5 separate regions of the Mus musculus genome follow, and all the other regions are linked to region 1. The links are chromatin contacts, called in public promoter capture Hi-C maps. All regions are on one chromosome and are shown on one strand. Each heading gives the region's core, a stretch centred on a gene start, on an enhancer-like site or on the middle of the called end of the contact. The rest is flanking DNA. Distances are from core to core; before and after follow the strand shown. Region 1 holds the start of Rimklb (ribosomal modification protein rimK-like family member B). Region 2 holds the start of Slc6a13 (solute carrier family 6 (neurotransmitter transporter, GABA), member 13). Region 3 holds the start of Usp18 (ubiquitin specific peptidase 18). Region 4 holds the start of Pex26 (peroxisomal biogenesis factor 26). Region 5 holds the start of D830015G05Rik (a long non-coding RNA gene).

Evidence for each region. Promoter capture Hi-C pulls out the DNA fragments that hold promoters and counts their contacts.
Region 2: a promoter capture Hi-C map of frontonasal cranial neural crest shows a contact between it and region 1. The contact joins the promoter of Slc6a13 here to the promoter of Rimklb in region 1. A contact is called at or near these places in 3 of 39 promoter capture datasets (the 3T3-L1 cell line, cranial neural crest and frontonasal cranial neural crest) and 1 of 115 datasets of contacts at active chromatin or transcription factors (embryonic stem cells).
Region 3: a promoter capture Hi-C map of pre-B cells shows a contact between it and region 1, with 4 times the contacts expected there. The contact joins the promoter of Usp18 here to the promoter of Rimklb in region 1. A contact is called at or near these places in 3 of 39 promoter capture datasets (cranial neural crest, hippocampal neurons and pre-B cells) and 1 of 115 datasets of contacts at active chromatin or transcription factors (astrocytes).
Region 4: a contact with region 1 is called in a promoter capture Hi-C map of pre-B cells, with 4 times the contacts expected there. The contact joins the promoter of Pex26 here to the promoter of Rimklb in region 1. A contact is called at or near these places in 3 of 39 promoter capture datasets (cranial neural crest, embryonic stem cells and pre-B cells) and 6 of 115 datasets of contacts at active chromatin or transcription factors (astrocytes, embryonic forebrain, embryonic stem cells and 2 more).
Region 5: a contact with region 1 is called in a promoter capture Hi-C map of pre-B cells, with 7 times the contacts expected there. The contact joins the promoter of D830015G05Rik here to the promoter of Rimklb in region 1. A contact is called at or near these places in 4 of 39 promoter capture datasets (cranial neural crest, embryonic stem cells, pre-B cells and 1 more), 1 of 484 Hi-C or Micro-C datasets (embryonic stem cells) and 3 of 115 datasets of contacts at active chromatin or transcription factors (astrocytes, embryonic forebrain and embryonic hindbrain).

Annotation. Positions count from the first base shown.
Region 1 is chr6:122,482,294-122,487,589 of GRCm38.p6, forward strand. It overlaps Rimklb (ribosomal modification protein rimK-like family member B), which reads right to left and starts at 4,012. Exons shown (of 6, transcript NM_027664.1): 1 at 3,798-4,012.
Region 2 is chr6:121,297,429-121,303,328 of GRCm38.p6, forward strand. Slc6a13 (solute carrier family 6 (neurotransmitter transporter, GABA), member 13) reads left to right here and starts at 2,860. Exons shown (of 15, transcript NM_144512.3): 1 at 2,860-2,901; 2 at 5,269-5,475. The coding sequence starts at 5,274.
Region 3 is chr6:121,244,392-121,250,300 of GRCm38.p6, forward strand. Usp18 (ubiquitin specific peptidase 18) reads left to right here and starts at 1,515. Exons shown (of 11, transcript NM_011909.2): 1 at 1,515-1,671.
Region 4 is chr6:121,181,462-121,187,400 of GRCm38.p6, forward strand. It overlaps Pex26 (peroxisomal biogenesis factor 26), which reads left to right and starts at 2,206. Exons shown (of 5, transcript NM_028730.6): 1 at 2,206-3,021; 2 at 4,249-4,389; 3 at 5,798-5,939. The coding sequence starts at 2,804.
Region 5 is chr6:124,413,654-124,419,631 of GRCm38.p6, forward strand. D830015G05Rik (a long non-coding RNA gene) reads left to right here and starts at 1,419. Exons shown (of 4, transcript XR_378022.4): 1 at 1,419-2,238. It overlaps Pex5 (peroxisomal biogenesis factor 5), which reads right to left and starts at 1,414. Exons shown (of 16, transcript NM_001277805.1): 1 at 1,320-1,414; 2 at 634-797; 3 at 354-389; 4 at 1-48. The coding sequence starts at 780.

The DNA of each region.
Region 1 (5,296 bases), core at 2,762-5,261:
TGTTTCAGACTTTAAGTATTAAGAGCATCAATTAGCTAAGCAGAATCAGAAGAGGGTTAAAGGTACAGAAGCATTTAGGTGTTGAGTAAATTTTAAAAATTTTTTATCATAACTCATGACATGGGGGCTGGAGAGATGGCTCAATGGTTAAGAGTGCTGACTGCTCTTCCAGAGGTCCTGAGTTCAGTTCCCAGCAACCACATGGTGACTCACAACCATCTGTGATGAGATCCGATGCCCTCTTCTGGTGTGTCTGAAGAGAGTGACAGTGTACTCACATATATAAAAATAAATAAATCTTTAAAAATATATAAAAAAAAGAAAAAAATAACTCATGACATACTGACATTTTGTAGGAGAAAGGGTATAAAATTAATCCGCACATAACATAAACATAAGGTTGTCTACCAGCTTTTTAACTGAGTTGGTATATATCATGAATATCTGATACTTTTACAGACATTGCTGGGAAATCTGGCAGACTAAAAAATACCTTGATCAGCTAGTTGGGTTGTAGTGGCAGAGTCAGAAGACAGCCTGGTCTAAAGAGGACAGCCAGGACAGCCAGGGCTACAGAGAAACCCTGTCTCAAAAGAAAACCTAGTACTGTGATCAATGAAACTGGACTGCAAACTCTAAAGACTTATGAGTCACATCTGTTTTACCCTGCTGCTCTCCCGAATGGGGGACAGAAAGCATAGTACATAGTAGACTGGTAAGATTAAGAGCTGGCTACGGAATTAAGGTGCTAGAGCGGTCAGCAGTGTAGAGCAAAGTTTGGATAGATCCCAGTGCTCATGCAGGAAGTGGCTCAGAACCACCTGTAACTCCAGCTCCAGTTCTGACACCCTCTTTGGGTCTGAGAGCACCCACACTTGCTACACCCCACACCCCATAAGACAGAGAGAACTGAGAAGAAATGTTTTGAGCTAGCTGTGCCAAATACCAGACAAATGTGTGTCACAGAAAATTCCAATGTAACCTAACCATCTTTGATGGTTATTCTTGTCAATTTGGATTTCGAATCACCTTGGAAATGCATCTCAGTGTGTCTGTGAGGATGTTTCCAAAAAGGTTCACCTGGAGAGGGAACTACCCTGAATACAACATCATGAGTGAATGTTCTATGGATCTCCATCTGAATCAGGACAAAGTAAGCTACCAGCATTCATCTCATGCTGCTTCCTGACTCCCCCCTTCGCCCCCATCCCAACACACACTGTCCCCTTACCTCCACACCATGAGGGACTGTATCCCCTAGGGCAGTGGTTCTCAACCTATCGGTTGTGATCACTTCAGGAGTCGCAACGGCTATTTCCATTGCAGTAAAACTACCGCAGTTTTGAAGTAGCAATGAAATGATTTTATGGTTGGGGGTCACCACAACATGAGGAACTGTGTTAACGGGTTCCAGTATTGGGAAGGTTGAGGACCACTGCCCTAGAACTATAAGCCAAATTAAACCCTTCCCTTAACTTGCTTCACGGCAGGTATTTGGCCACCTTAACATTAGTAGTTCAACTGCCAATGTACATTCTTTATTTTCCTTAATGAAGGGGTCCCCATAGTGAGTTTGGAGCCAGGGTTGTCTAGTGACAGCCTGATGTCACTATCCATTGTCACCTCTCTGATCCCGAGATTGTTTTAACAGTCAAACTTGGAAGAACACAAAACTTTAGTAAAACGGATAGGCACTTGCGAGGTTCCACACACTACAGCCTCAGGGGGGATAGGGGTAGATTGTAGCTTTTGTGTCTAAGGCAATTTGGAGAAGGGGAAAGGAAATACTGGAAAACATTAAAAACACCAGCCTGGCATTTGTTACTATGATGTCGGAAAGTCCTTTCTACAAACCTAAACTGCACAAATACACAGCACATGGCTCTAAAATACACATGTACAGATATTTTTGGAGGCTCCATACTCTTTAACAATCTTAATATGACAAGCAAGAAAATGCCAAGTGAAGACAGTTTCTCTACTTAACCTTACTCAGCTTCTCTTGGAACAACTGTATGTCAGCACAGCTAACGGTTTTTCCCTCACATTTCAAAATAACGTAATGACTATAATTTTTTCAGCTTTTAATGTTTATGACTTGGATTACAGAATACTGTGAACTCACCTGCCAGAAGTTTCTCTAGGAATCCATAGTATTAAAGTGCTCACAGCGACTCACAATAAAACCCGTCCTCTCACTCTTCACATAAAATCGTAGTCCTTCCTCCACCCACTTTTCTCCCAGGTTACGATGCTATGCCCTGAATAAAGTGACTCCTGCTTCTTTCTCTGAGTGAAGAACCTATTCCTTGCCTTCGGTCCCTCCTGCCTCAATCTTCAGGGCCCAGCAGTTCAATGGCCAAAGAGGAAATGGGGGGTAAGGGGGAGAGATAACTTTGTCATTCTAACCCCCCATGCAACTACTGAAGTGTATATTCAACAGGGGCTCAATTTTTTTTTCTCCATAAAACTTGTCCAGTATAAACTAACAGAAGCCAGATGGTAGCTGGTGGGCATCGGGCAACAGGCTAAATGTAGGTTAGGCACCGAGCTCTTTATGAGATGTAAAAAGAAAGAGGACCCAGGCGGTTCTTGACTGGGTTGACTGGGTGACTGTCTAGCTCGTAGCTTTTTTTTTTGTCAGAATCGGACAAAACACTCCCCAACACATGGACTCTAGTACCTTAAGGAGCTACCAGAAAACGGAGATGAAAATAGTTTGACAAACTAAGAAGCAATGACACGAGGGACTAGAAGAGACCTACTATAAAAGACTAACAATGGTTTGGGTTACAACTGACTGAAATGTCCTTGTTTTCTTCCAAGTATCTTTAAATATATATTATCAACTGTTTTAAAACAGAAGAAATAACCTCCAACGTACCCGTTATGAAGGAGAAGAGACTTAAATGGCACTTAAATCTTTGGGATTTTGGTTAATGATTTAAGAATGTCTAGGAAAAAAAAAAGCCAAACAACGAAAAACTCTCCATATTCAACTGATATACTTTCCACATAGATTTGGAATTTAACCCAACTTCAGGCATTGGGAAAACTGCAGGCAATTGTTGGGAAAATAGCACTGAAAATTCACATTCAAGGTATATACAGGTTGGTTAGTAAAAAACCTCATTGATTTAACACTCCGTCTCTATTCATGAATTACAGGGATTACAAACCTGGGATGAGAAACAATAAATTAATAGGACTTAAGTTGTTCTCTATCCGGATGTGGGGGATCTACTCTAGTCAAACATTCAATTTGGTAACCTTCTTCCTTCTTGTTCCAAAGGTTGTTAAAGAAAAAGAAAATAGAAACAGCCGATCGCTACTCTAAATTGTACTCCTTGGGATGGACGTAGTAACATCAGGGTGAGGCTCGTAGCATCCTCCTGCCTCGGTCACGTCAAATTCTTCAGAGGAAACAAGGACAGTGGCGACAACCACACCCCTGAGGACAGCCGAGCAGCCGGCAGGTTTTACTCTAAGCAGCATTCCCAAGCTTACCACACCCCCTCGGCGACACGGGCAACCAGCCTAATTTCCACGCCGCGACCGCCGCCTCACGCCCCCTCCCGCAGGCAGCCGACTCTCAGCTTCCGCCGACTGTGGTACCCAGCGACCACCGGCCTCCGGCGCCCGCCCCCGCGCAGCGCCGCGCCGCGCCGAGTCCGCTCCCGCCGCCGCCGCCGCCGCCGAGCTCGGCTCCGGGTCGCCGGCCGAAGCCTCAGGCTCGAGGGCGCGCCCCCGGCCCACGCCCCCGCCGCCGCCGCCGCCCCGGGCGGCCCGCTGCTCACCTGGCCGCCGGCTCCTCCCTCGCCTGCCCGGCCGGCCGCCGCCTAGGAGCAAGCGCGGGCCGCGGGAAGTCCGCTGAGGAGGGGGAGGGGGCGGGATGCCGGGAGCCGCCTCCTTTCTCCTCGCCGCCGGCTCCCGCAGCCAGGCCGCGCGTCCTCACCCACTCGCCCACTTTCTCACGGCCTCGCGGTCGGCCGGCCTCTCCCTCCCTCCCCCCTCCCCCCGACGCCCGCACTCCCGTTCCTACACACTCGCTCACACCCGGCCGCCGCTCGCTCCCTCCCTCACTCGCCTGTCGCTCGACCGCGCGCGCGCGCGACCCCGCTCTCTCTCTCTCACACACACGCACTCACACACACACACTCACACACAGCGCACGACGCCGGCGAGGCCGCCCCGCGTCCCCCAGACCGAGGCGCCGCGCGCCCCCCGCCCGAGCCGAGGACCCGCGCGGCCCCGCCCCCGAGCGCCGCACTCGCGGGCGGGGGGCGGCGGCGGGCGGGGGGCGGGGCGGCGAGCGCGCTCGGCCGACTCCTGACACCTGCGAGGAGACCGCCCCGCCGCCGGAGGGGTAGCCGCGGGGCGCGCGCTCGCGAAGGGGAGGCACGCGGGCGCTCCAAGGACGCGCGCCTCGCCGCTCCACCCCCACCCCCCAAACCGTCCTCTCGGAGCCTGGAAAACGGGTAGGGGGCGAGGTTTGTTCCGCTCGGCACCGCGAGAGTAGGCCCTGCCGTTGTGCGCCCTCCCGCCCCGCGCAGCCCCTCCTTGGGCTGCGGCCGTGAGCGCTTTGATGCCCGCCGACCCCTCCGAGCCTCCGGCCGCGAGGTCTGGCCAGGGTACTCGCGCTGCCCGCTAAGGGGGCCAGCCACCCTCCCTCCCTAGCGTCCTGCCTCACCAGAAGGCAGAGATTTGGGGACAAAGATGATGGTAACTGTAATAGTCCGGATCTGCGATCGCACCGAAGACAATACCTCTGTATGGAAAGGCGCGTTAACTGCAGCCTCAGGCGAGCTTGGTACACTAAGGGAGGCTGAGGCAGGAGGATCACAGGCAGGCGATCCGATGCCTCAAAAATAAGCGATATGATAAATACTATGGGTTGGGCAGGTTCAAAGATAGACAAGGAAGCTAGAGCCAGCTTGGCGAGTTGATGTCAGAATAAACATCATATATTTTAGGAGCATTTCCTACATCCTGAAACCTAACAAATCGTCCAAAGAAGAGGCGAAACATTTGACCACAGTCCACTACTTAAGTCCCTTCTCTACACCATGAGTGAAGCCTTTACAATGAAAATGCATTCCTAAATAACTTCAGACATCAGATATGAGCTACAATTCAAACATGTTGTACCCCGTGTCAAGTCATAGCTACTGATTTCAGATCCCGAAGACCAGCAGCGCAGGTGGTTTTCTGTGGGTCACCACCCTTTCACAGAGGTCACCTAAGACCATGGAAAACAGATATTTGCATTACGATTCATAACCGTAGCAAAATTACA
Region 2 (5,900 bases), core at 1,610-4,109, 1.2 Mb before region 1:
TGCGTGCTTCCTGGCCTTTCTACCATGAAGTTAACATCTTTCCCTTTGTAGTGTATAAATATCTGTGGGGAAGACACTTAGAAACTATGAAAATTCTGGTCTTCCTCCAACTTGTATTCACAGATCTAACTGGTGTTGTGGTTACTAAAGTTGTCTGTCCAATGGTGGGTTCCTATTTCTGTCTTTCCTTCTACATTTGCTAACTGGAATTCTGTCTTAGGGAAAAGGTGCATTTTTGTCCCCCATTCAGCTGCTTATTTATTATTTATATTACCACAGACACGAGTGAATTTTACTCTGTGGTCACAGTCTACCGTTGCCAGTATTTCTTTTACTTCTCAGATTGTCACCATCCCAGAGAGCTGTCATCAGGTATTGCTCGAGGAAACTTTCTTGCTCCTTTCTTGCCATTGGTGTCCTATTTGAGACGGGCTCAGGTTGCTCATTTGTGAGGCTCCCTCTGCCGAATCGCTGTCACTCAGAGGTGGAAACAGGTCATGCTTCTCTGAGGATTCTCCTGTCCCTGTTCTGTTCCTAGTGGAGACAGAAAATACCTGGGAGAACGTGTCACGACACACTGACATTTAAAGATACCCAGAGTTGACTTTGGGAGAACGTGTCATGACACACTGACATTTAAAGATACCCAGAGTTGACTTGGTGTCAGCCACTCCCCACACTTTCTCATGAGCTCATTTTGCTTCATCCGATTCTGCTTAATGTTCAGTTATTCTTGCTAGCAGTCCCTAGAGACTCCTCTAATCCTCCTGCTGAGTGAGAACTTGTAAACACTCGTTCTGACAGTGCCTGACCCAAGGGTTGGGAAAGCAACGGTTGTCCCGTGTGATTGATACGACCCTCCAGAACAGGCAGTCTGAAGACTGTCACTGACAGTTGTACCAATGGTTCCCAAACTACCTCTTCATCACTTGACTGAGCAGGGAAAAATATCAACCAGGACAGCCTAGAAATGAAAGGGCCCGGGGATCACAAGTGTTTGGAAAGATATAAAAGAGCAATCAAAGAGGCAGTGTAGCAGCCGTTATGTAAAAACTGAAGAATCAACATTCCCTCATGTCAGAGCAACTCCAGAGCAACAGAGGATGACACTAAGGATGCTCTGATCTCCGGGAGTGTTTCCCACAGAGAAAAACATCACATTATTGCATGTGTGAGGTCTCAGAGACCCAGGCAGCACTGCTGAAGGCTATGTGGTACCCAGACTTCTTAGGGCACCGATTTGGGTCTCCAGCTACCTGGTAATTAGAGAGTACAAATGTCACCATTTGTACTTAGTAGATCAGTTAGTAGGCTGCTAGTGCGTACCACTTGGCATAAGGCTAGGGAGTCAATCACATTGCTTTAGGCTTTTAGTACAAATTTGCAGCCTCTCTTTGAGAATCCTTTAATCTTTTTTCTTCACACCATAAGATGAGACAGATGGATGTTAGGAAGGAAGAAGAAAAGAGGCTTCCGAAACACAAGAATAATTTCCAGAGGCTGGAGAGGTGGCTCAGTGGTTAAGAACTCTAGTTGCCCTTCCAGAGGACCTGGGTTCGAGTCCTAGCACTCTCACTACGTGGGCCCACATCTGCTTGGAAGTCCAGCCTCAGGGGATCTGACACCCTCTCCTGCCCTCCAAGGGCACCCACATAGATATACACATACACAGACGTATACACATAAATAAAAGTAGAAGATACAATCTTTTTTATTAAAAAAAAAGTCTCCAAGAAGCTCATTCTGAATAATTCTTAAACAGCATCAGTAGCTATTCATGAACTGGCTACATTATCAGATCCACTCTCTCCTGAAATCTCCTGCAACTTTCCAAGGTGCGCAACACTGTCTTCATCTTATAGCTGCAAGAATGAGAGTTTCCAGAAGCTGTGTGCTCTGCTCAAAACTCCAAGCTCCCGAGTGACAGATGTGGTGCTTGGCCCCTGTGCTGCCTGGCACCAAAGCTTACACAGTGTCCCCCTGCACTGCCTCGCAGCAGGTGGTGAACCCAAGACTGCGCTCTAGTCTTGGGACTCACAGCTGAAGGAACAGCCGGCCACCTCCGAGGGTCATCCCTGCCTGGAAAGAAAGTCCTGTGACTAGCTGTCTGCCTCCCATTGCCAAATCTTCCCTGATGACTTTGCTTTAAACCTTGGCATTTCATTGATTGCAGCTAAAAAAAAAGTTCTCGAACATTGTCAAAGAATTCAAACAATACTGGAGCTTCAAAAGGAAGAGAAAAATCTCCTTAACTACCGTTTCCTAACCCAGCTCTGTTCTGAGTGCAACCACTATTAACTCAGAAACCTTTTCCAGACGTTTCAACATTGTGTGTGCACATACGTGCGTGTGTCTGTGTGCATGTTGGATATTTTACTGACTTCTCACAGTTCAGTAATCTAATGTGTGGTTATTGTTGTTTTCCTAAATCATTGTCCCTTCTAGAATGCCATTTGGAACCCGATAAGGTTGGTATACTTTTAAATTAATCCTAATAGCACCTCACCAAATAAGCACCTACTACTGACTGCTTCCCAGGAGTCCTTGAGTTGTGGGAAGACAGGGCAACTGGCTGATCTCTTTATGGAGATCCCAGAGTCAGGGGGAAGGGCAGACAAGCTGTGGCAAGACACATGCTGTAGTAGAATCACAAGCAACCGGCTGAACTGCCAGGGCGGACAGAGTCCCCAGGCCAGGGAATCACTCATGTGCGGATTGTCTGGTGGCCGAGGGGGAGGGGAGAACGTGGGAGGGGGAAGGCAGGAGGCGGAATGTGGGCCGGGTCAAGTTTAGGATTACATGCACCACAGGGCGGTCTCCAGCCACGCTTTAAATAGCCAGCCCCTTCCCTGGCCCCCTGGAGAATTCTCCGACAAGACCTCAGGCAGAAACTTCACCAAGGTTCGGAATATTCTCTGCTCTTTCTCTCTTTTTCCTGTTTCTGGGCCTCAGAATGTAGGTTGGTGGGATCCATGGATTTACAACCATGATGTCCTCTGGATGGTGTTCTTGGTTCGCTCCTGGGTGTGCAGGTGCAAGCATTTTCTGCTATTCTCTTGACATTCTGAAAGGGGTGGCTCATGACTTAAGGGTGACAGAGGAGGGGTCGAGAATTCTAGTTGGAGAGGAGAATGATTGAGTTTCAGGGTGAATATAGAATTCATCTCTCCACTCAAGCCTCACAGCTGAGTCTACGCCAATGTTCCCACTGTCACAGACCAGCAAACTAAGGCTGCGTTACTCATTAACCTCAGGGGTCAGGCAGGGTGCTAGGGACGGCTGTGGTCTGAACCCGGCATGCCTGAACCCGTGCTTTCTCCACTGCTCCTGAGAAGCACGGGGCTAAGAGGCAGAAGGTTACTGCTTGGTTGCTGGAAGGGGGATGAGGCCAAGTGGGATGGCTTTGCCTCACAGGAAGGCATCCCTGTGATGGTTAGGAAGCGAGGCCAGGATCAGCATGAGGCCGAGAAGATCAGGTCAGTCAGGTGAGAAACAACACCTTGACTTTCACCTTCTTGTCCACAGCGAATTTGGATCCCACTCCCCAGCTTGTCAAATAATCAGAGATGTCTTCTATTCCTGGCCCTTTGGGCTGACTTTTCTGGTCCCTAGGGTTGCAGATAGAACCTAAGGGAAGTCTCTGGCTTGGAGAGGTTTCTGGTGAGAAGGTTCCATACTCTGAACTTGTTTGGGGGTTCGGAGAAAGCCCACCTGCTTAGTTCTCTACAAAGAGGCCACTCTAAATCAACCACAGGGCCTGAGTTACACAGTCTGAGCACCCAGGAATCACCTTAAGTTTATGTTATAGATCAAGTCCTTGGAGAAGCTGGGCCATTAGACCTTGTCTCAAAACAAACAAACAAACAAACAAACAAACAAACACAAAAACTAAAACAAAGACCTAAACAAGAGGAGCCATTGCACAAAGCGAGGAAGGAGTCACTAACATTAAGTGTGTTGATAAACCAAGGCAGCGAACAAGAGCTCATTGGTAGAACCAAAAGAGCAGTAAGTGCAGAGTGACTTCAAGTCTCCATACGATTGACTACCTAGGTGGCAACAGTGACTTGACTTAACAGAGCAGCGGCTGCAGGTATTTTATGTACCATCATTTTCTCAACAATGACAGGGTTGGTGTAGGAATTAAATGACCATGTGTGCAATGCTTAGTCCAGGGTAGCTGCTCATTAAGTTTAAAACACATCCGAATTTATTCTCAGTCTCAGTCTCAGTCTAGGATAGGGTGTTTCTAAGGTAGGGCTTCCTTTTCACGCCATCATCTTGGTTGTAACAGATTTTGATACCACTAGTGACAAAGAGAGGAAGGGAGCAGGGGAGGGAGGGAAGAAGGGCGGAGGTGGGAGAGAGGGGGAAGGGAGAGGAGAGGAGGCTAGGGAGGGAGAGGGGGAGACGTTTTTTCCATGTATGCCGATTCACTAGGAAATGGAGGGAGAAGAATGAGTTCCTGGACAGCTCAGCTCTCCCAGTCCAGTTCCGGGTTCCATCCAACACCCCTCAGAAGACATTTCTTTGAACAAAACGGTGAAGATATAGATAAGGAAAACATCCCTATGATGCAGTCACTAGGAAAGAAACATCTTGGTGTATGTCCCAATCTTTCAATGCGTGTAGCTATTCTGTAAAGTGTCTGTCAAGCCTGATTATTCTGTTCATACTAATCTCACTTCCTATAGCACGAACACCCTTTGGTTTCAATATACATCTTCCTGTAACAATTTTAATGGTTGGATAGAAGCTCATAATACATCTACCATAACTTAGTCCCTCACCTTCCATTTTTAGCATATACTTTCCAATTTTTTTTTTGTTGCAATCAACATTTTTAATATCAGCTCTTTCCCCACGACCACAGTTAGTGTAGTTCCTGCAAGGGACATCCATGGTCTTGAGAATATGTCAACTGCCATCCTCTGGGTAGTCCCAGCCTATTACAGGATTGCACTGCTTTTTAATATGCCACAGTTGTGAGAAGCAAGTGGGAGGTGCAGACACCTGCATACTATGTGAATCCAGAGAGCATGCGTCAGGGGAGCATGCGTCCCCTTCTGTGCCAATGCTTTCTTTTAAGTGTGAAGGGAACAGGCAATCCTAGGAGCTCCTCCCCAGCTCTGCCAGTGGGGGGCGCTAAGGAGGAATGGTTCAGAGGATAGGGAAGGAGGTCACCCTTTTCCAGGGAATTTTCTGAAGGGAGGAGGTTGTTCCCTGTGGGCTTCCCACCAGTGACAGAGCACTGCACTTGTTTTCCAGGTGGGATGGAGAACAGGGCCTCGGGAACAACCAGTAATGGAGAGACAAAGCCAGTGTGTCCAGCCATGGAGAAAGTGGAGGAAGATGGTACCCTGGAACGGGAGCACTGGAACAACAAGATGGAGTTTGTGCTGTCTGTGGCTGGGGAGATCATTGGCTTAGGCAACGTCTGGAGGTTTCCCTATCTCTGCTACAAGAACGGGGGAGGTGAGAGCCATAGTGCTACCCAGTCTCCCCAGGAAGGAGAGTTCTTCTGTCTGCTCTACTCTCTGTCCCTCTGGGAAGGGCCCTGATGGGTCACTGAGGACACTTTGCAGGAGACGGAGATTTAGATAACCCGTGTGGGTGCCCTAGGGCTTTCTCTCATAGAATCTCGAGTACGGGTTCAGATCCAGATGGATCAGGCCGCGGATTCTGCCTCTGTTCTTAACTCTGTGTGATCTTGGTCAAGTTCCTGAAGCCCCCAGAGTCTCAATGGCTGTTCCTGTAAATCAAGATAGCAATACCTGTTTTTCAAGGTTCTTGTAAGGATTGGCAATACTACCCATAAAGTGCTTAATAAATAGGAGTTGCAGGGCTGCTGCTGCTGCTGCTACCAAACTCTTCTGGGATCTTGGGATTCTTCAGCTTTG
Region 3 (5,909 bases), core at 265-2,764, 1.2 Mb before region 1:
ATTGACACTAGTCCACTCCGTACTGGTACAAATGCCAATCACTTGCTTCACTGAACAAGCAGGGTTGGGAAAAAAAAGTTGCTTGGCTATAAGGAGCTGTTTGCTAATCACCACTGGGAACAAATACAGTTTGTTCCCTAGAACTCTACAGGTACGATATATTGATCAAACTATCACATTTTATAACATCCTCTTTTCATCCTCCCCCCCCCCCCCACCAGTTTTTGATGTTCCTGTTTTTGGATACAACCAAACAGATAGAAGAAGAAGAAGAAGGAGAAGAAGAAGAAGAAGAAGAAGAAGAAGAAGAAGAGGAAGAAGCTGGTCACATAATTGATTGATTTGCAAATGTATTGGAGACTTAATGTATTTGTCCATGATATGTGCAGATGCCACATTGTCTACCTCAACCACTGATCAAGAGACTTTGTTTTACCCTGAGGGCCATACCCCACTTTCTATTTCCAAACATGGACATCTTGGTTTATTTTCAACAGCTGTGTATAACTCATGCTTCACACACACACACACACACACACACACACACACACACACACACACACACACACACACACTATAGGCAGGCAGACATATTTGTATATCTTACGTTGAACTACAATAGCAAAACAGAATATAGACTCTTCCAGATTTCATAAAGTCCTGGTAGCTTTCGATTAGGGGTATGTATCTCTCTGTCATCTTTGTCCAGTGCTGGGGGTAGGGAGTGGAGGACCCCTCTCAGAACAAGCGCATGGGGAAACCTCATTCTGACTAGCCCAGCAGCTAACAGATCCCCCTCTCCCTCAACTTATAGCCTCATATACAAGATACATCTGTAAAGAGCTAGCAAGCATTTCATGTATGTACATCCCAGAGCCTCCAAACCCGGCTCGGCTTAGACTGTATTTGTTCCTCGCAGAGCTGTACCTTCATGGCCACCTCGTGTGCTAACTGCAATGGTCTGCTATTTTCCACAAATGGTGGGACTGGTCAGAGGTCCCGTTAGAATGTTGCTTTCAGCACTTAGCCATTTGTCGTCCTGAGTTAGTCATAACCTCTTTGATAAAATAAAAACATTTTATCCTATAGAATTGGGGTTAAACGTAGAGGCACAAAAGAACATTGTGCAGATAAACTTATCTTCAGTGTTTAAGGATAAGCCTGGCAATTAACAGAGATGAAGTAAATGTTATCGCTGTCTCCTTACCCCCTGGGGACAGCCTCAGCAAGGGAGTTATCTGCTGCTGGCTTTCAGAGCAGAAGGTACAGCAACTGGGAGTATTTCCAATCTTAACATTGCAGATGAAAAAAGAGAGCGTATCCAGGAGTTACCGGGCCAGGTCCGGCTTGTCGTGTCCTGGTGTAGGCGACTGGACTGCGGGTTCTGTAGGGGCGCGTACAACCGCTCCGCCCGCCCGCCCGGTGCCTGAGTTTCGCTTTCCTTTGGATCTAGGGGAAAACGAAAGCTTGGCGGTGAGGGGGGCGTGGCCAGGCGTGCAGAAGGCTTGGCCGGCAGTGCCAGGGCGGCTGTGCCTAGGGGACAGCAGACACTCCTGAGCTGAGAGGCTGGGAGGCAGCAAGACTGCTCTGCTCCGCGGTGCCGCGTCCTCTTCTGTAGCCCTTTGCAGATGCTGCTCGGTCTTCGCTCTTTGGCTTGACTCCGTGCTTGAGGCAAGTTTGGGGCTAACTTTGAAAGTGTCCTTTATCCGCCAGAACTTTGCTTATACATCTCCAGATGATTAGGAATTTCCTTGGGTTCTGCAAATAGTGGCGGTCTGTATTCTTGGCATGTATATACTGGGCCAATGGATTTGCTTCCCAAGCATTTATATTATTCAGACTGTAGTCGTGATTTATGTTTAATTTAAAAAAGTAATTACCAAAGTGGCTTGTTAAAAATTCAAACAATGCAGACAGATGTGTAGAGTTGTTTCTCTTAATTTGCAACTCAGTATCATTTTTATGTATACTTTATCAGAAACATTTCTAATGGATATCTTTAACATTGCTCTGTGTCTTGCTTCTTGTTCTGTGCCTTTCTAGACCAGTATTTTAACTGATGCGTTGTATGAGAAGTGCGGATTTAGTTAAATAATTCATGGACATTTAGGTTCGGTCCTGTTTTTCCTGGGATAGACGTTTTATCAACAAATATCATTTTTATGCTCTTGTGCAAATACTCAGTCACACGTTAGGAGAAACTCCTAAAATAGAAACCAGCGGACTGAGAAACCGGAGAGATTTTTGTCCAGTATCATAAGTCAGGGTGCTTTAGACCTGTTCCCTGGCCTGTTTTTCCATCTTCTGTAAAGAAAGCTAAATATACCTTTAAGAAAAAACAACAACAAAAACCAAACAAACAAAAAAACACAACCTCCCCCAACTCCCCTGGAAGTCCAAGTTTGTGGTGTTTCAAAATTACAACTTAACTTCATACTTAATATCTTTAGAATTAACTCAAAAAGTGAGGCAAATATTTCAGAACATTTTTAGAATGTTTCCTGTGAAGTGTCCTTTGTGTGTTTGAATACCGTCACCTCCTTTGTTCATAAGAACTAACTGGGCAGAAAGTGGCGTAGCAGATGAGGTGTATGCTCCCTTCTGACTCACTACGCACTAGCAGAAGACTTTAAAAAGAGAGAGAGCTTTTTGCTTGCTCTCTCTCTCTCTTTTTCTTCTTCTTTTTTCACTCTGGAAAACCGTGCTTCATGGTCTTGGCACTTTTACGCAACATGATGTTTATAAGGAAGAAAATCACGTTGTCTCCCAATTGAGTGTATCATGTGACTGGGCTGTGGCCAGAGCCCCAATGGGCACATGAAAGGTGTATCAGCATCTCCAGGCTGAGGGCATGTCTAAGGACAGGCTAATGCATATCATCCCACACCGGCCAGAGGAGCCCCAAGTAGTGTGTTAGTCTGGGTTTCCTCTGGAGAGATCTGATTTTGTCTGTTACAGCACCATAGCTCAGAAGAGGCGAGCAGATTGTTAAGAATGAAGGCAACGCCCAGAGCAGTAGTTCATACCTTTAGAAATCCCAGGGATTTTAGCCCTAGGAAGGCTGAACGAGGCAGGGGGAGTAGAGTTTGGATCTGGTGTTTCAGCTCACACTTGTAATCACAGCATTGGAGGGGGCCGAGGCAGGAGTTTTGCTGAGACTCTGAGGCTAGCCTAAGCTACATAGTGAGATCCTATTTAAAAACACCTGTGCGCAAAAGTTTGAGGCCAGGGGATTTCAATACCAGGGCTTGTCTCAGAAGGTTTGAAGACCAGGCTACTTAGATATTGCTGGCATTGTGAATTTTATCGGGCATTTCTATCTGGGAACTGCTCTCCCCAGACCCCCAATGTGTAACAGCTAGGGAGGGACTCACCACCCAGAATTCCCGTATTGTGTCACTGGCTCGCTAGCTCTTGCTCTCAAGACCCTTGCTGATTCTGTAGCCTGTGGTGGTTATTTCCACCATCTCTCCTCATTGCAAGCTTCAGCAAGGATGGAGGTAGTCTTCTGCTTTGGAGTCAGCATGCCTCGAATCAGTGCATGAGTTTGGGAATGCAGCGTTCTCGGAGCTGGCAGCTGTATGCCTGGTTCAGCCTCATCCTGTCTGCCCACTTGCCCGACCATCGTACATCTCCACTTCCTTCCTCATGGTGCTCTGCCTACCTGCCTGTCCTCCATGCGCTGGCTCTGCTACCCAAGCCTGAGCTGTGTGTGTGCTCTGCCCAGTGAGAGAGCTGCTTCCCTCAGGCCAACGCTAGACTATGTCTGTTCCATCTGTCTGTCCATCCGTCCATTAGTTCATTAGCTATTAACTCTGAGTTCCAGATAATGAACTGATTAGCAGTAAACAAAACCTCACGTATTTGTTCTGCTACCAAAGCAAACTGCCTCCGAGCAACAACCCACCTTCCTCCAGCCTCATACCCTTGCCTCCCCACAAAGTAGTTATCTAAATTTGATTTTTACTTTCTATTTAGAATTTTATTTTTACCATACACAAGTATTGACAATTTTCCATTGACATTAAGTTTGAATATATAGTAAGAAATCAAATAATGTTTTCCAAATTTTTCTCGTGGTGGTGGTGGTAGTGATGTGTGTGAGTGTGCGTATGAATATTTGTGTGTGTTTGTGTCTCTGTGGATGTATGCGTGAAGGCCTGAGGTCACCTTCAGTGTAGTTCCTCAGTAGCTTTCTATATTGTTTTTTGAGACAGGCTCTCCTATCCTGGAGACTATATGCAGGTGTGCACAACTGGTTTTTTTATGTGAGTTCTAGGGGGTCAGACTCAGGTTACAGACTGAGTCATCTCCCCAGTCCTGTGATTGGCTGTTCTGAGCAGATATTTTGTTTTTAAAAGATTTATTTACTTTTGATTTATGTGCCCCAGGGTTTGCCTGCATATGTGTGTGCATCACACAGAACAGGACCCTCAGAGACCCTAGAGCTGGAATTCTGAGTTGCCATGTGGGTCCTGGGTTCTCTGTAAGAGCAGCAAGTACTCTTGAGGCTAGGTCATCTCTCTAGCTCCCTTGAGTAAATATTTGGCTTCTGAGATTCAGCCTGTTGTGACATGTGCTGTAGCCTATCCACAGCCATTGATGAATGCACGTTATCTGTGGGCTGTATAATACAAGCCATGCTGATATGATCGTGTTTCACATGTCTCCAAGGACACATTGGAGAATTTCCTTACAGGGGTTTAGATGTAGTTCAAGTGTAGATCAGTTGCCTAGCACTCCAGAAGGCCTAGATTCATCTTAAGCACTGCAAACAAACTAGCTAACAGAGAGGGGGGGGGAGGGGAAAGGGGAGGAGAAGGGGAGGGGAAGGGGAAAGGGGGAGGGAAGGGGGAGGAGGGGAAGTGGGGAGGGAATGGGGAGGAAGAGGGGAAGGGAAAGGGGGAGGGAGAAAATTTGGCATTGAATTTCAGTTTAAAAGATGATGATATGAAAAATTTTCCTCAGTTGATTTGGGTCTTTTTATTACTGTCTCATAGTATCATATAAAATATCCTATTTAGGAGGCTGGCATGGGATGGCAGTGGATAAAGACATTTGCTGCCAAGCTGGACAACCTGAGTTTGATTCCTGGGGCCTATGTGGAAGGAGGTGACTGGCTAACAGGTTGTCTTCTGACCCCCATTTGTGAGCCATGGAATTCATGTATGCACACACACACACACACACACACACACACACACACACACACACACACGATAGATAAATAACAACAAAAACTTCTAATCTTTAAAAATCATGTTTAGGTCCAGCAAGATGGCTCAGCAGGTAAAGGTGTGTTCTACACAAGCTTGGGGCCCTTGTTCAACCCCCAGACGGAAACCACTCAGTTGAGCTGTCTTCTGGTTTCTGTGTATGTGCTATGGCACACATCCATGTGTGTGTACACACACATTCCTAAGCACATATCCATGTGTGTGTGTGCACACATACATTCCTAAAATTTAAAAAGAAAAAAAAATCCTATTTACCCTTCCCCTCTCCAATACTTAGTTCAGTAAAAGTTTTCAATAGACATTTCATTTTTAATTGGCACATAGGAATGGTACCAATTCCTCCTGGGTGTGGTGGCCTTGTTGCCTGCTATTCTGATACTCAGGAGGCTGAGGCAAGTCTTGGCTACAGAGTAACATCTTTCCACCACACACCCTCCTCAACTGGATTTTTATAATCAAAGGCATAGTGTATTGCTTCTCAATTCAGCACATTTGTAGTGTGTGGTGATCAGATTCTGTCAGAATTACTGACTGTTCCCAAAGGGATAGGGTAAAATGACATCATATCATGGTGTCACTTGGGTTGCCACGACTGGTAGCTTACCAGTTAGTAACTTTCTTCACTGTTGGTGTTTCCTTCCATTTTCTGTTTGGAGTTACTTATGCAAATTT
Region 4 (5,939 bases), core at 956-3,455, 1.3 Mb before region 1:
CACCAAGCCTGACCTGAGATTGGTCTCCAAGACACAAAAGGAGAGAACTGTCTGCTGTCCTTTGACCTCCACGTGTGCACTGTGGCACACAAACGAGTGTATAAAAATAATATGTGTATGTGTGTGTGTATGTATATATATATATATGAGAATTGATTCATCTTATTTGATGTGTGTGACTGTTTTGCCTACATATATGTATGTGTACCATGCGCAAGCCTGGTACTCCAGGAGGTCAGAAAGAGGGCATTAGATGCCATGGACCAGGCTCAGTCAGCCCCCCTCAATCCGTGGGAAATCAGGGGTTCTGGCAGGTGGGCATGGAGTTGGCGAGAATTGGAGAATTGACAAACAGACACATACACAAGGGAGTGCTGTATCTGGATGTAATTTTTCACAAGGCTTATAAAATATAATACAGAAAACAAAGGAGTAGGGTGTCACAACAGGCAAAGTACACTGAAGTATTTGACACAAAACAGAGGAATGACTTCAAAGGACTGACAGGAACCAGGTAATGTTTACAGTAAAGATAAAACAGCCCTGCCTAGGGTCAGCTAATGACAGGTAAGGATTTCACACCCTAGTCACAATTTGTGCTACTCCTTTGAGCCTTGTGAAAGCTAGCACCAGGGAGTTCTGCTCTAGCAGACCTTATCATGAATAATGCAACAACACAACCCCCCTTTTTCCTAGGCCTTGGTAAATACTTGCATATGAGAGTAACTTGGCTGTAATGAAGATTCTAAGTATACTTTGCTAAGCTTGCCCTGAGATTTCTAACTCTTATCCAGTAAAATACTGTAAGAAAGTATGCAAGACCCTCCACAATATTGCAGGGACAAATCTGGGGCATTCTAGCTATGGGAATGCCAAGGTTCCAGGAGGCTAAGTTTCCTTGAAACTCTTTGCCTTGTGACTGCTTCCAGGCTTTTAGGCCTGCCAAGCCAGTCACTACTGGAGTGGACATAGCACTGGATCCCCTGGATCTAGAGTTACAGATAGTTGTGAGCTGCTATGTGGGTGTTGGGAATTGAACCCAGGTACTTGGCAAAAACAAATGCTCTTAGCTGCTGAGCCATCTCTCTAGTCCCCAGTGGGGGGGAGAGGGGGAATTAAACAGTATATATATTTTTAAACAAGTGACATCCTGGCCCTTTCACCTTACACAGTCACAGGCTTTAGCAGACTTGACATTTCTGTCTCAGCTGTGTGAGGACCTTCTGCAGAGATTTAAAGACTGCCATGTCCTGTCGGTGTTAGTGATAAAAGAAAGGCATATATGATGTGAGCAGGTCTTAGCCTAGCACCTCGCTGTCTTATCCAGTCACTAAGGAGCAAGGGATTCTAGGAAAACTTGGGAGAGAGTTCAGAAGGTAGAGAACTGGACGAAGTAAAACCATGAAGACTGAGTATAAATGTGGAAGAGATAGGAAATCCTGCCTGAAGCACAGATAATTGGTGATTTATGAGTCTGTGTAAAATTATATAATAGGAAGTCAGGTGTGGTATTGCACTCCTTTAATTCCCGGCACTAGGGAGGCAGAGGCATAGTTCAAGGCCAGCCTGGTCTACAGAGTGAGTTCCAGGAAAGCCAGGGCTACACAGAGAAGCCCTGTGAAACACAAACAATATAAATAAACACATAAAAATACATATTTAAATGTATTTACTTTTTGTATATTATAAAGCATCAGTTCTTACATTGGTTCAGTACTGTTTTGAAGAATTGCATGACATGTGCATGGCTTTGTTTTTATGACATCCTTATTTATATAAACAATGCAGGATCCAGGAGTTTATGTAACTCACTTGTGTGTTGATGGTTCACCTACCTAATACAAAGCACAGATCAGATCTACCTCTGCCCTGACACTCCTTTCAGCCAAAAAAAGTGCTTTCTTTGGTTTGACAATGTTTTTGTGACTTATTTGTCGTGTGACCTATGTCACCTGTAAATAGAGTAATAGTCCTTAACTCATAGAGATGAAGAAATAACAGACAGAAAGCGCCTTTCCATTCTGCCACACTTTATAGCAGCATCGAACCCAGGAAGAGGAAATAGCCAGCTCCATAGTTTTCTTTTTCTTTTTTCCCTAAGCTTCCAGCAGACCCTTCTCAACGGACTCCTTCAGAGGTTAATAATAAAGGTGCAGGTAGCTCCACCTCCTAACTGGAATTTCTTCCGTTCGTCCTCTTCCGGTTAGCGAAGGAAGGATCACATTTCTCAGGACAAAGGCATTTCACTAATGGTTTAGCTTCCTCATCTTTTCCACCCCAAAGCTGGCGACCCAGTGCGTTCTCTCTGGAAGATGGCAGTCTCTGGGCGCGAGAGGTTCCCCGAAGCTTCACAGACCCAAGAGCCCAGGACTACAACTCCCAGAATCCTTCGCTCCAGCGTGCGCGTGCGTCGTAGTGGCTAAGAGGGGTGGAGAGGAGGTGTCCACCGTCGTGGGTTCCCCGTGCAGGTCTTCTGTTGTCGCGCTCTCTACTCTGGGAGTTTCGGTGCTTTTAGCACCGGTCCAGGGACAGGAGGAACTAGTGCTGGGCCTTCGGCAGCACTAGTCTTGAACAGACAGTCTTGAACAGGCCAGTGCCCCAAGGGTTAGGCTGTCAGTGAGCGCAGGCTGTGCCCGGGTCCAGCTCCTTCCTGGTCCTTCCTTAGGAACAGACCTGGAGAGGCGCGGAGGGGAAGAGTGCGAGGCTTGCGGGACATCTACCAGGCCCAGTCCGAATTTCCAGGAAGCTCCCGAGAAGCTGTCCTCCTGACGTGTGAGGAGACCTGGTCGAACCCAGGCTGGCTATGAAGAGCGACGCCTCGACGTCTGCAGCCCCTTTGAAAGGGCTCGTGGGCCCTCTGCGGAGCAGCGAGCCCGCGCTCGCCCTCCCCGCTGTGTCCCCCGCGGTGCACCTGCTGGAAGAGGCGTCCGACCTGTTGGTGGTGCACCTGGACTTCCATGCCGCACTAGAGACTTGCGAACGAGCCTGGCAGAGCCTGGCGGAGGAGCCCGTGAGTGGCACGTACGTGCTGAGCTATGTTCCGTTCTGGATCCTTTTGGGGAGGAACTCGGGTCTCTGAATATCTGGCATTGTGAGACTGCGCCAACCACACACCTTGCTTTCCCTAAGGGATCCTCTTTGAGAGAGGCTGGTTGCTCATCCTGCACCCGTGAGACTGTACAATGAAGTCAAATCATGCAACAATTTGGAGGGACGCCACAGTCAATTCTTGGCTCACCTTTTCAGTGCAGGACAGGGTAGATGTCTTTTAAGTGTTCAGTCGTGAGGAGGTTCAGTAAGCAGGTAGCAGCCTTCTTTGGGAACACACCTCCTATTTAACCTAGCCTTGGCAGGTTATAGAAAATGGGGGGTAGAGCGGGGTGTCAAGGCAAGAAGCACACTGTTCTGGTCCTGTTGCAGGACTGAGTGAATTATCTTTAGATTGCTCTGTCTAATGCATTGGCCTCCTCTGACAGCTGGAGGGCACCATTTCTCTGTGGAGTAAACCTTCCTAAGAGCTGTGTGAGGCCACGCTAATGGCGGGAGTAGTCAGAATAGTTAACTGAAGAAAAGCAAACACTAGAGAGACTTGACTGTGGTTTTAGAGGGATGAAGGTTGCACACCCGAATGTTGAGGGCTTTGCTTATGCCCATTGGATGTAATTTTATAGGGTTTTGTTTTTCGTCTTCATATTGAGACAGGGTTTCTCTGTGTAGCTCTGACCTGCAACTCACTGTGTAGACCTGCCTGGACTCGAACCCAGAGATCCACCTGCCTGTGCCTCTCAAATGCTGGGATTAGAGGCATGTGCCACCACTGCCCGGCTGGACATAGACAATTCTAAAAGACCAGTTAAGCTCCTATAGGAGCACCCAGCCAGAAGCCTCACCCCATGCCCTTTTCACAGTCAGCACACACTTAACTCCCACTCTCCGCCAGTGAGCACGTGCATGTTCACGGTGTGCTGTTCCCACAAGGTTACCTTTCTGTTTGTTCAGTTCTCATTCCACTTGGCTGCAGAGATGTGCGTTGGGCCATAGCTCGTGTGCCTCTAAGAGGTTTCCAGAACTTAACTCCAGGGTGGAAGGGCAGCCCAAGAGACCAGTGGTGAGGCCTGGGCCAATAAATAACAGAAAAGGTAAAGGTGAGCAGCCTCTGGGTCGGACGCTGGCTTCCTGTCCCAGCGTGGAAGACGGAGTGGAGAGAGGGGAAACAGCCTGAACCTGACTTGTGTTTTCTCTTGTCAGCATTGTGGAGGTGAAATGCTCCCTGTGTGTGGTGGGGATCCAGGCTCTGGCAGAAATGGATCGATGGAGAGAAGCCCTGTCCTGGGTCCTCCGGTACTACCAGGTTCCTGAAAAGCTGCCTCCCAAAGTCCTGGAGCTGTGGTAGGTCCTTGTGCTAGAACCAGGTCAGGGTCAAATCATGGGTCCTCCTGAGTCAGGGTCTCCTGACTCCTTTGTCCTCATTCCCAGTCAGTTCCCTTCGAATTCGGGTCTCACTGTGTTCAGACCTCACACAATGGCAGTTAAGGATGAGAGGCGGGCATTTGGGAGTAGGATGGAAGAAGAGAGAGCACACCCAGATAGTAGTGAAACAGGCTGACAGGAGGACAGAGCCAATTGCGCTTCCTGATGCCTCCTGGGGATCTCTAATTCTTAGAATAAATTCAGGTGTATGTGGGTATGTGTATAAGTGGTATGTGTATGGTGTGTGTGCATGTGGGTGCACATGCATGTGTGGGTGGAGATCAGAGAAGGGTACTTGGAGGCCTCTATCACTCTCTGCTTTATTCCTTTGACACAGGGCCTCTCCCTGAACCTCACATTTTTTCTTAGCTAGGCTGATAGCCAGCAAACGCCAGTTGATTCTCCTGGCTCTTCCTCCTCAATGCTGGGATTACAGGCGTGGGTGGGGCCACATCCAGCTTGTCACGTGGCTGCCAGGGTTGCAACTCTGGGCCTCAGGCTTGGACAGCAAATATTTTCCATTTTGTCTTATTCTGCGTAAGGGTGTTTTGCCTGAGTGTTTGTCTGTACTGCATGCATTGTATGTCTACACTACATGTGTGCCTGGTGCCCACAGACGCCAGAAGACGGCATTGGATTCCCTGGACCTACGGTTACAGTCAGTTGTGAGCCTCCATGTAGGTGCTGAGAATCAAACCTGGGTTGCTCAGGAGGAACACCCAGTGCTCTTAACTTCTGAGCATCTTTCCAGCCCTCAGTCTCTCATTCTTAAAAAAAGTTACTATTATTTTTAAAAGTTATTTGTGTGTGCACATGAATGCTGGTGCCCTCGGAATCCAGAAGATGGTCTCAGATATCCCAGAGCCTGAGGAAAACCTGAGGTGGTTTTGAGCTGCCCAGGATCGTTGCTGTGAATAAAACTCTAGGGCTCTGCAAGAGCAGTGCTCACTCTTAATCACTGCCTACTACCCCTAGCCTCTAATATTATTATTAATATTTTAAAGATTATTATTTATTTTATGTATGTAAGTGTACTGTCACTGTCTTCAGACACACCACAAGAGAGCATCAGATCCCATTACAGATGGTCGTGAGCCACCGTGTGTTTGCTGCTGGGAATTGAACTTTTGGAAGAGCAGTCAGTGCTCTTAACCGCTGAGCCATCTCTCCAGCCCCTGGTCTCTAATTCTTAACAGTGTCCATGCTCCACAGGGACAGGCTGGAGGACCTGGGAGGGTAGGATTATAGACATTTGTAGTTTTGAAGATAAACCCCTATAGAGCACTGACTCTTCTTTTGGGGGGGACTGTGTTGTTTGGGGACACAGCATCCTTTTATACAGCAAAATGAAAGAGCCCGGAGCTGTGCTGGATGTGGCCAGTGCCTGGCTCCAAGATCCAGATAACCAGGGCCTTCCTGATTATGGATCGCTGGCCAGACTCCACGTGTTCCGGCTGCTGCTACCCTCG
Region 5 (5,978 bases), core at 169-2,668, 1.9 Mb after region 1:
TCGGGATACAAGAGTTGCATTCTGGTCCTGCAGGAATTCTGACACCAACTATTACAGAGAGATGGTCGGATGAACATTAGGATCAGAGGGCCTCAGCCAGAGGCAGGGCCCACTGATGTTGGACAGAGAAACGAAAACTGGAGATAAATAAAGAAAAAAAAAAATCTATCTGTAAATTTGGAAACCAGAAAAATACCCCAAAAAGTAGACGAAAACATTGGCAGGCAATCTCATTTGGTAAAGAGAGTTCAAAGACTGAAGTATGAGTGGACTGATTTAAAAAAAAAAAAAAATCACCACAACCCCCCCCCCCAAAAAAAAAAAAAGACAGAAAAGAAACTTGCTCTGTTTACCTCGTCTTCAGTTCCTACTCCCAAAGGCTTGGAAACCTAAGATAAGAAGGAAAGAGACAATAGCAGGCTACAACCCAACTCTAACTCTACTGCTTAGGTGGCCTGAGGCAAGTCAAGAGCCTTCACAAAGCCTCAGCTTCTTTGTCTATAAAATAGTAGTCCTTGTCTGTGTAAAGCCGCACAAGGCTCACTCCAGTGTTACTGAATGGTGACTGCTATTACTTTAACACAGAGAAAGCAGCTGTCAGGTGGAAGAAATAGGCTCTCCTAGAACACTCACGGTCTCTGCTGCTGAGGCTCCCGGAGGCCAGGGGCCAGGCCTCAGTCCCTCCTGCCGAAGGGCCTTGTCCTGGGTGAAATGGGTGGCCAGCTTCATCAGCGGGTTGGCACCCCCACATTCGCCCTCCACCAGCTCCCGCATTGCCATGGTGACCAGCAGCTTCCCTGATGGACAGAAGATTAGAACTGTGGTCGGGAAGCCAGACTTTCCCAACGCACGCCTCAGGCCCTATCTAGAGCAGATGGGCCCACGACGGCTCCACAAGGGCCAGGCCCCCGGGGCCACCCCCCGAGGTGTGTCTGGAGTCCAAGAGGAGGCTGTGTCCTGCCTTCCCACTCGAAACGCTGCTTTCGGCTCGGGCTTCCCCTCCAGCGGACGGCAGCTCAGACACCACCCGCCAACAGCAGCTCTACAAAAGGGCCTGGACCCCTGGGGAGCACGGGGAGCGCATCATAAACACGGCTAGACCCGAACTCTAACCTGACGAGGGACAGCGGGGACGCCTTCCACCGTACACCGGGACCCACACCCCCGGTCAGGCGCCAGCTGCGGGTCCCGATCCCAGCTCGTGTCACCTGAGCCCCCTCCCCGGCCGCGCCCGTCCCCGCCCAGCGCCCCGCGCCCCCAGCCCCGTCGCCCCAGCCTCGACCCCGTCCCACGAGGCCACCGCAGCGGCGGGGACTTACGGGCCTCGACCCCGCGCCCCCAGGCTCCAATGCTCGCCGTCGCGGGCCGCACCGTCCGACCGGCCGAGGCACCCGGAGTGGGCTGGGGGAAGGGAGGGGGCGGGAGCAAGGGGGCGGGACTCGGCCTTAAAGGGGCCGGGACGGCGGCGCTGCGGCCCAGCTCAACGGAAACGGGTAAAGGGGCGGGGCCTCAAGCTTGCGCAGCGTGATGGGCGGAGCCGAGATCCTTAAAGGAGACAGTCCTGGACAGTTGGATTGGGGAAACCTGCAGTAGTCCCTAGAACGCCAGGATTTATTAGTGGAAAACTCAGAGGACTGGAGCTAGAAGAGGCCTCTCTGGCTTTGGAGAAAAACCAAGGTTTCAGGTTCCACGGTTCAGCTCTCTTTCCTGGTTCTCCTGCACCTCTAAATCGCCCAAACTGAGCCCGGGAGATTTCGGAGGTCAAATCTATGACCTGCTTCGGCCTCCTAGGCCTGACCCCCCTTCCAACAGACGCTCCTTCAGGACAGCGTCACAGCCTCCAAGGAGACAGGGGCCTGCCTCTACCATCTCTGCGTAATGAAGAAAATAGCTCCGGATGATGACAAATTCTGGTGACTAAAATAGGGTCCAACGCATTTTGAGACCTCAATCCTGTAATGGATGGGGAGAGTGCTGTGAGTCACTCCTCTCTCCTCTTTCCTACTGGTCAAGGTCACGATGGCCTGATTCCCTGCAGCTCCAAGTTGGGGAAACGTGGCAAGGAATACCTTTGATCAGGGAATATGAACCTAAGCCTCAGGCTCCACCATCTGCCAGAGAAATGGCTCGGGTGCCAGACCTCAAGGTCACACTGGAAAGCAAACCTTGATAGCTCACCTAGGTCCAAGACCGACGGACTCCTTGACGTCCTGAGAAGGGGAGGGGTTCAGAGTGCTGGTAGGTGGGCTAGGAGGAAACTGGTTCTAGAAAGGCCTGACGTACGTCCCAACCCGGGGTGCGGGAGAAGCAGGTAGTCTGTAGGTGGCGCCCTGGGGCAGGCTTGGTTCTTTGCTGCCCTGATGATTTCAAAGGTAGCCTTCCTCAGGGAACACAGGCAGTGTAAATTCGTCCCTGGGAAAATAGAAATTGCCCTTATAACTGCAGTGGTTGAACAAGGCAGAATATTGTGCAATGTTTCTGTCTTTAGTACACTGTCAGTATCTTTCAGAGGCCCTAACACACACACATACACCCATTCTCCTTGACCACAAATTTCATCCCTGTCCACTGTTTCCAGGCTGCCATTGTAAAGAAAAAAACACCTAGCAACGAATAAACTAAACCACACCAAGGAGGAAAGGATGCCATCTTGGAAGATGAATATGTTAAAACAGGAGAATCTCTGGAGAAAGCAGTGTTTAAGGAAAGCATATGATGGTTTGAATTTCTGGTCATGGGGAAATGGGAGAGCATCTCCCAGAAGCATTCAAAACGCATCACACACATAACCTCCTACTCTGCTAGGAGGTTAGTAACTGATTAGCAGGAATTTACCATGCCAAGATCTTGGGAGAATAATTGAGATAATAACCGATGCTTATGAAATGCATGTTAACCCCCAGGTGTTGCCTTAAGCACTTGGTGAGCATTAGCACTTTTAATCATAATCTTCATAATACTCCTATGAGAAAGCTATTACTAACCTCCTTTTACAAATAAGACTTGCACAAAAATCAAATAGCTAGGAAGTCAGAATCGATGCAAGCAGTTGGCAGCGTGGCTCAGTGGTAGAGGTGTTTATACACAGGCCTAAGGGCCTGAATTTAATCCCTTGGGCCCACAAAGTAGCAGAAAAGTTATTTCCCCTGAGAGTTGTGTACACACACACACCACACATACATCGTATACCGCACACAAATTTAAACAGTGCAAGCACCAGACACCTACAGCCCTGCATCCCAGACTTGGAGAAGTCTTCCTTGTAGACCTTAAAGACCTTTGATATAAGCCAAAGACTTCTTCACAATGCCTGGCCCACAGTCCCAGGGGAAAGGCTAAATTAAGTTATGTGGGTGCTTAATATTTATAATTAGCTCATTAAAGTTTTAAATATGAAACCATATCTTCTTCATCTAAGTTCAAAGTTAAAATCATATTTTACCCATAAAATAAGAAGTTATAAAATAAAGGTAAACATTCCTTAATATTTAGCCAATTCAAGAGGAATAGGCTGAAATCCTCTAATTTTCAGACCCAAGTTACATCACCACAGGCTTGATTTAAACATTTTTCAAATACTGACTTATATGATCCACTTCATAACTATTAATGTCAAGGCATCCCTGTTTAACAGGCGAGGGAACCGAGACAAAAACTGTTGGATCTTGCCTGGGACTGTGATATGGGTTTTAAAAGCTGGGACTTGCATCTAGGCCATTAGCATCAAGCTTTGTAAAGAGCCAATCAATGAACACGTTTGGATCTACACTGTCTGTCCCTGCTTCTCTGTCATTTCACAATAGGGCCATAGAACAAGCATGGCGGTATTCCAGTCAAAGTTCTTGTGAGCAATGAAGATACTGCTTCATTTAACTTCCACGATAAACCATTCTTATAACTTTATTTCAATTGCTTTAAGGGGGGGGACCCCACATGCCCAGCTTTTAGACTGTACGAAAACAGGGCACAGGCTCCGTCGTGCTTTGCTGGCCTCTGACCTAGATAGCCCAGTTCCTGGATCTTATTTTTCACTGTGTAACCAGACTCAAGCTTGCTGCAATTCCCAAGCCTCCACATCCTGTATGCTAGGATCGTGGACATGAGCTGCTGTGCCTGGCTTCAATGGAGAGGGGCATTATGGTGGTTCTCATGTAGCCCAGGCAGGCCTTGAATTCCCGGTCCTAGTTCTCCCTTCTGAGTGCTGGTATTACACACGTGTGACACCACACCCCTTGCTGAGATGAGCTCTGTCCCTGCCGGGATCCCTAGGCTGATTTCCTGACCAATAATGAAATCCACTTCTAGCTTATAACTTAACCAATTTTGTCAATTCTGTGTTCTTTAAGTGCAATTTACATTTACACAATTTCACTTGAACAAACAAATTTCTTTGTACGTTTTCAAGTCCACATTCTTTTCTCTTGGAGGGGGATGCTTTAGTTTGTTCTTGTTCTTGTTCTTACTGTTGTTCTTGTTTTTAAGACCAGAATCCATCAAGACATAGTAGTGCACAACTTTAATCCCAGTACTTGGGATGCAGAGGCAGGCAGATCTCTGAGTCAAAAAAAAAAAAAAAAAAAAAAAAAAAAAAAAAAAAAAAAAAGAAAGAAAGAAAGAAAGAAAGAAAGAGAGAGAGAGAAAACAAGAAAAGAAAAAAAGAATGAGGATCCAAACCCCCTCCCTGGGGTTGCTATACAAGAAATTGTGAACCAAGGTCTTCACACAGGCACATTTGGAAGGGTATCTTCTTTTAATTCAGTTGAGGTAAAAGTCTTACATAGTACTCAGAATCTCATATCACACTGCAAAAAATGTTCAGGTATCAATCAAAGTTCCCTCACTTACCAAGACCCCCGAACATCTCAGGCTGGACCGTATCAACATAAGCGCCCAGTTCTGAGATGACAGAGGCATTAGCGTTATTTTAGGGTACTTATCATTTAAGAAAAAGCTTCATTACCACAAAGGGGAGTTAATTGAGTGAGGAAAAGAAATCAGCAGAAAGGGCAGAGTGGAAGTGGGGGACACTGGGGCCAAATAAGAACAAAATATAGTGATATTTGTACAGAAAAAATATCACAATGACAACCTATTTCTTTAAATGCTAATCAAATAGTTCTAAAATGTTTCATTGAGCAATTATAAATCCTTCTGAATCGACAAAACACACAGAGCCAGGCTGGGAATACAGCTCAGTGGTAGGCCACTTGCCGAGTATGTGCCAGGAGCAGCAAGAAGTCCCCATGCCCAAGGCTCAAAGTTCATTTCAAACATTAAAAATTACAGATCCCCAGCAAAGACACAGAAGATATATTTTTAAAATACTGCTGCCAAACCATATCTGTTACCTCACCACTCGAAACAGCCAATGACTCAAATACAGGTTGTAGGGCCAAGGAAAAAGATTTACCTGAAAGCCATCAAAACTAAAGATGGACCGTATGACCGACAAAGACTCTCTGGAAAACTAAGGTGTCTTACCCTGTTTTAACAGGGCCAGGGGATGGGGAAGGAATTGGTACAATAGTAGAGAAAGAGCCGGTGACTAGAGGCTTTTAGGCAAAGCTCACTGGCCTGAAATAGGATAGTCTTAATTACCTATATCTTGGTGTCATCAGCCCTGGAGGGGAGCAGAGAGCTTAGGGAGGTTTAGGTCAAATTAATCTTATAGTTCCAGAGAAGACATTTCTGACGTGGTTAATAGGATGTGAGCAGAGTTGAACAGAGATCTGACCCAAAGGTTAAGGTAGCCAAGGGGAACATTGGTACAATACTGAGGCAGCAACGCCCAGCTTGATTCATCCTGTCTTTGTCATCCTTGAGCCATCCATATTCCCATAGGAAAAGCCAGTGCTTTCAGCTGAAGCACTTCAGGCCCTTGAAGAGTAACCTAGGCAACTGCTATCATTATACATATATGTCTCAGGGGTTGTATACCACAAAGCCAGTGAGAGGATAATAATATATCAGTCAGGTAT